Linked DNA regions of Rattus norvegicus: region 1 is linked to region 2. Evidence: chromatin contacts called from public Hi-C data. All regions are on one chromosome and are shown on one strand. Each heading gives the region's core, a stretch centred on a gene start, on an enhancer-like site or on the middle of the called end of the contact. The rest is flanking DNA. Distances are from core to core; before and after follow the strand shown. Region 1 has its middle 12 kb from the start of Arhgap8. Region 2 has its middle 12 kb from the start of Prr5.

Evidence for each region. Hi-C and Micro-C count contacts between places; a contact is called where the count stands out from the background.
Region 1: a contact with region 2 is called in a Hi-C map of kidney, with 2.1 times the contacts expected there. The contact joins two enhancer-like sites. A contact is called at or near these places in 9 of 12 Hi-C or Micro-C datasets (the A7r5 cell line, frontal cortex, kidney and 4 more).

What each region holds. Positions count from the first base shown.
Region 1 is chr7:117,717,587-117,720,286 of GRCr8, reverse strand. It overlaps a transcript of Prr5 not described here. Among named protein-coding and RNA genes, the nearest start is that of Arhgap8, 12 kb to the left of the region's middle. Within about 2 kb of position 1,271, at least 8 of the 93 cell types and tissues checked have an H3K27ac peak or open chromatin away from gene starts, as enhancers often do. A contact at or near this core is called in kidney, where this site is marked.
Region 2 is chr7:117,680,525-117,683,224 of GRCr8, reverse strand. It overlaps a transcript of Prr5 not described here. Among named protein-coding and RNA genes, the nearest start is that of Prr5, 12 kb to the left of the region's middle. Within about 2 kb of position 1,339, at least 13 of the 93 cell types and tissues checked have an H3K27ac peak or open chromatin away from gene starts, as enhancers often do. A contact at or near this core is called in kidney, where this site is marked.

The DNA of each region.
Region 1 (2,700 bases), core at 22-2,521, 37 kb before region 2:
CCCTCCCTGCCTTTTTCTAACCTTTCTTCCTTTACCACTTGGCCACAGAACCTTATCACACTCCATTCCCAGCCCCTTGGTGCTTGCAGCTCGTGGAAACACAAAAATGATACAGGGTGGTGTCAGCACAGGCTTTTAATCCCAGCACTCGGGAGGCAGAGGCAAGAGAATCTCTGCGTTTGAGGCCAGCTGGTCTTCGGAGTTCCAGGACAGCCAGGACTACACAGAGAAACCCTGTCTCCAAAAACCAAAATAGTAATAATGATGACGACGACGACGACGACGACGATGATGATGACGATAACGACGATGACGATGATGATGATAAGAAGTACCAGTTAGGGGGTTGGGGATTTAGCTCAGTGGTAGAGCGCTTGCCTAGCAAGCGCAAGGCCCTGGGTTCGGTCCCCAGCTCCGAAAAAAAAGAAAGACAAAAAAAAAAAAAAAAAAAAAAAAAGAAGTACCAGTTAATCCAATGCCCCAGCCTCTGTCCCTTTTGAGCCCTCCGAGCTGCACTGCCTGAGGCCTAGAGCCTGGCAAAACATAGGCAGAGTATCGCTTTCCTGAATCTGGGGTCAGATAGTGGTGCCCAGAAGCCATGGGGATACTCTAGGAAAATGGGAGTGAGCTGAGGTGTCACAGACCCCTCCATACTTACCTCTCCCAAGGGGAGGGCCAGGAGGCAAGTGTGAACATGTACTGTGAGTGGGTATCTAAGCACGTATGTGTGTGTGTGGGATATGTCTCTGTACATGTGTATGTGAACATGTAAGTAGGGACGTGTGTGTGTGTGTGTGTGTGTGTGTGTGTGTGTGTACTGTGTGTGTGTGTGTGTGTGTGTGTATGGGACAGTATGTGTGAATAGAGATAGGGCAGAGAGGCTTCCCACAGTTAGGTGGGAAGGGCCCTGGAGCTTCAGGAAGCAGGCTGCCAGGTCCTTGGAAGAAGTTTCAAAGGTTTTGAGAGTGATGGCAGCGGCCCAGTTTTTCCCTCTCCCTGTGCTGTGGCACTCGAAGAGCTGAGGCTGTTGGGAAGGGCACTGAGGAGGTACAATCCTGTGCCCTGAGAGCATGTTCCTGAGGGAGCTGGTGGGAGGGCAAGCACCTCTGTGAAGGAATGACCTTCACCACCAAAGTGGCTTTCATCCCAAAGGGCACTGGGGAACGGTACAGAACTGGGGACAAAGGGACACTGTTCCTTAATCCCTATGTCTGAGGGTTGGGTACAGGAGCCACAGGAAGTATGGTGACTGGACTTGGGACAGGGTGGGAACAGAGGACTCTGGGTAACACGCCCCTTTGGCATGCTGGGCCCTAGGGCCTGTGGGTGTGAGGGAGAGGCCAGACAGGAAGCTTGACTCTCACACTAACACTAACCAGGGCCTCATGTGAGGCCACAAAGCACCTCAACTTCTCATTAGCAAAGCTGAGGCTCAGGACCTTGGGCCACCTCTGCCTCTAAGCAGCAGGAGACAAAGCCTAGGTGTCTGATAATTGGGTGGAAAAGTGACTTTAAGACACAACAAAACAACACACACACACACACACACACACACACACACACACACACACACACACACACACACACACCAAGGTTCAGTAGACAATAGTGGAATACACCTTTAATCCCAGTACTCAAGAGGCGGAGTCTCTGTGACTTGGAAGACAGCCTGGTCTATGTAGTGAGAGTTCCAGGACAGCCAGGGAAACATAGTGAGACCCTATCTCAAAACAAGTGACAGGGTCCACGTAGTCCAGGCTAGCCTCAGACTTATTATATAGCTAAGGATGACTTTGAACTCATTTTGAGTGCTGGGATTAGATGGGAATCACCAGATGATTGAACCCAGGGCCTTGTGCATACTAAGCACTCTACCCACTGACCCACATCTTCAGCCACAGCATCTGCAGCAGCAAAGTCTAGTCAGGGGCCAGAATCGAGGGTTTGGTTTGCTAGCAGTGAACCCTACCCTGATAGTGTGAACCCAGGGCTCACTGAGATCTTGAATGGCCTGTCATCCATGTTAAAAAAGATGGACACACATTCATTCTTCCATGACAAGTTTTTAAAGGCCATGGCAGCATCCTCTCCTGTAATGGCTATTTCTGGTTGACGACTTGACTGTATCTGGAATGAACTACAATCCAGAATTGGAAGGGTCATCTGTGATCCTGATCTTGAGGCTGGAAGACACAAGTTTCTGACCTGGATCTTGGCATGGAGATCTTGAGGCATAGTGGCTATGAATACCAGGAGACTACGGACCGTAAGTCATCAACAAATTCCCTTACTATACAGAGACTACCCATAAGTTCTGTGACTCTAGAGAACCCTGACTAAGACAGTCCCAGAAGCCTTTGAAAGTTACCACAGAACAAGGCAAGAGCCCCTGGAGATGGAATGTTACGGAAGCCTCACCAAGCCATCAGTCACCAGTGGTCACTCAAGTTGAATACATGTTTCCAATGTCATTTTATTATTGTTTCGGAACATTGTTTCATCGTGTCACTCCAGCTGGAGTAGAACTGGCTATGTAGACCAGGCTGTCCTTGAACTCACAGAGCTCCACCTGCCTTGGTCTCCCAAGCACTGGGATTAAAGACAAATGTCATCATACCCCAATTCAACTGTTTCCTGTGGGGTCTCTAACCCGACCTCCCAGGAGAGTGGATTAGGGCTCAGAGTTGATGGCTAATAGGT
Region 2 (2,700 bases), core at 90-2,589:
CTGATATGGGACACATGCTGGGAGTGTGTGTGCGTGTGTGCGTGTGTGCGTGTGTGCGTGTGTGCGTGTGTGCGTGCGTCCGTGTGTGCGTGTGTGCGTGCGTGTGTGCGTGTGTGCATGTCTGATATGGGACACATGCTGGGAGTGTGCGTGTGTGCGTGCGTGCGTGTGTGCGTGTGTGCGTGTGTGCGTGTGTGCGTGCGTCCGTGCACAGACAGCCAGGAAGGCTCGACAGAGCAGGACAATCTCCCACAGGAACTCGAAGACACAGCGCCCTTCTGGAGGAGGAGCGGCAAGAAGCTGCGGTAGCAGGGGGAGAGGCCTACGAGGGGCAGCTGAGCAGGCAGGAATGGGGTTAGCAGACACCAAAGGCAGCCAGAGGCATGATGGCCTGGCCAGAACTGGGGTGTGACCCTGGTTTGGCAGCCCACAGGGTCCCCACTAATGGCTAGGGTGGACAGCTCCCTGTCCCATCCCCAGATGTTGTGGCAGCAGCTCCGGTGACCACAGATTTTCCCCAGGGAACTTGACAACCGTAGAAACACTTCCATCCGGCCTAGCGCGTTCTGTCCTCCATCCTCTGGTCTACCGCCTGGCAAGCCTCCTTCAGGCTGTGCCAGGGCCTTTCTGGAAAAATGGAGCCTTTCCAAATGCCCAGTGAGGCCCATCCGGCCTCAGGGGTATGAGGACATGAAGGAGATGAAGGAGTTATGAGCATCAGAGAGGTGGAGCAACCTACCCAAGGTCACACAGCACAGCGTGCACACACATGACTCAAGCTAGATTGCCAGCCAGGGCAGACAAACTGTTTTATGAATGGATGAGCAAAAGACTCGGCAGCCTGGGCGCTCTCACACCCCGAGCAGCAGAAGGAAGGTACCATCTGCCGCTGTTTTTGTTGTTGCTGATTCAAACGTAAAGTCCCAGTACTGTCACGCACATTAGGCTGGACCTAGGAATTGGTCCTTATCTGAGTCAGACTTCTCAGAGACAGACTCGGGGTCAGACAAATGGCAAATCTCCTCTAACTGCCAGCTCCTGAGAGATCTGACCCATCCTACTTCCATACAGACTCAGCATCCCCATGCCAAAGAGGCCGAAAACCTACCTTGCTCGAGAGCCAGAGGCTGCAGGGTGGGCGAGGGAAGGGGTACCCGTGGTTTGTCTGCCTGTGACCTTGGCTGAGGCCTGCACAGTCCAGAGAGGTCTGATGTTGGCTCAGCGTTCACTGTGCTGGGTGCCCTGGTCCTGAGGCTACCCAATGGCTTACATATTATGAGGAATCCACGTGGCCACAGGACAGCAAGCAGGCGGGCTGGACAGAGGGCTCACGGGCTGTGACTCAGCGGAACTCGGCGAGGCTGCAGCCAGCTTCGGTGGGAGCTGCCCGTGGCAGCCTGTGCAGGGAAGCCCAGCTGCCTGGTTCCTGATAAATATTTTATCATGCTTACGGAGTAGGTCCCAGGCGGTTGCCCGTAGCCTTGGATCCTAAAGTACACCCCTTCCTGTCCAGGCCTGAAGTGGGGAGAATAGCCGGTGTCAGGAGGTGTAACTGGACAGCTCCTTTCACTTCCGACCCAAGATGACTTCAGGACATCTTGGTGCAGCTCAGCACTCAACCCCACACCATTTATACCCCACTCTACTCTGCGGATGTTAGGTTTGGCCACGCCCCTCACATGAAGTCTCCTTCACTCTACCTAGAATGCCAGGCAGACTCAGTTCTGCCATCCTGCTGGCTCAGTGCTGGCCACCTCCTTCAGGAAGCCTTCCTGGATGTCCCTTCCTGTCAGGTAATCCTGGGAAAGCCTATTTTGGACCCTGGCTCTACAATGGAGTTAAGGTTGCCCAGTGATGGGAGACAAGATGAGGTTGAAGTAATGCAGTGTGGCCTTGTGCACTGGGAGGCTCACTCTGGCTGGTCAGGTGGGCACAGAATGTAAGACCCAGCCCCTTCTTGCAGGGACAGCCACGCTAGAAAGGCTATAGCCAGTATAACTCGGAGTGACAGCAGTCACCACGAAGGCCTTTACGCACCTTCCATGGTGCCCCATCTAAGGCTCACTCCTTCCAAGGCCTCTGAGACACAGTGTTCTGGGTCTCATTTGGCAGAGCCTGAGATGCACAGGACTGTCACATTTCTGCGACATGGGGACCCTCCAAAGGGGTGTGTGACGTACAGGATGTGCTCCATGCAGGGTGTTGCCTGGCTAAGAACTCAGGCAGGGTAGGAGCTGGGCAGTGTCTAAAGACAGAGAGGGAGCTGGGAAGACACCACATGAAAACGCAGAACACACACCCAGGTGTTGCCTGGTGACCTGTGTGGGCTGGGCAATGTAGACACCACCCCACTCCAGGATCTATTGGGGAAGAAAAAAGGCCATGCCAGGCAGTGGTGGCCATGCCTTTAGTCCCCCAACACTGGGGAGGCAGGGGCAGGTGGATCTCTGAGATGAAGGACAGCCTGGTCTACAGAGAGAGAGAGAGAGAGAGAGAGAGAGAGAGAGAGAGAGAGAGAGAGAGAGTGTGTGTGTGTGTGTGTGTGTGTTCCAGGACAGTCAGAGCTGCACTGAGAAACCTTATCTGGAAAGATCACAGACAGACAGACAGACAGACAGACAGACAGACAGACACAGACAGACAGGCAGGCAGGCAGGCAGGCAGACAAAGGAGAAAAAGGAAGGAAGGAAGGAAGGAAGG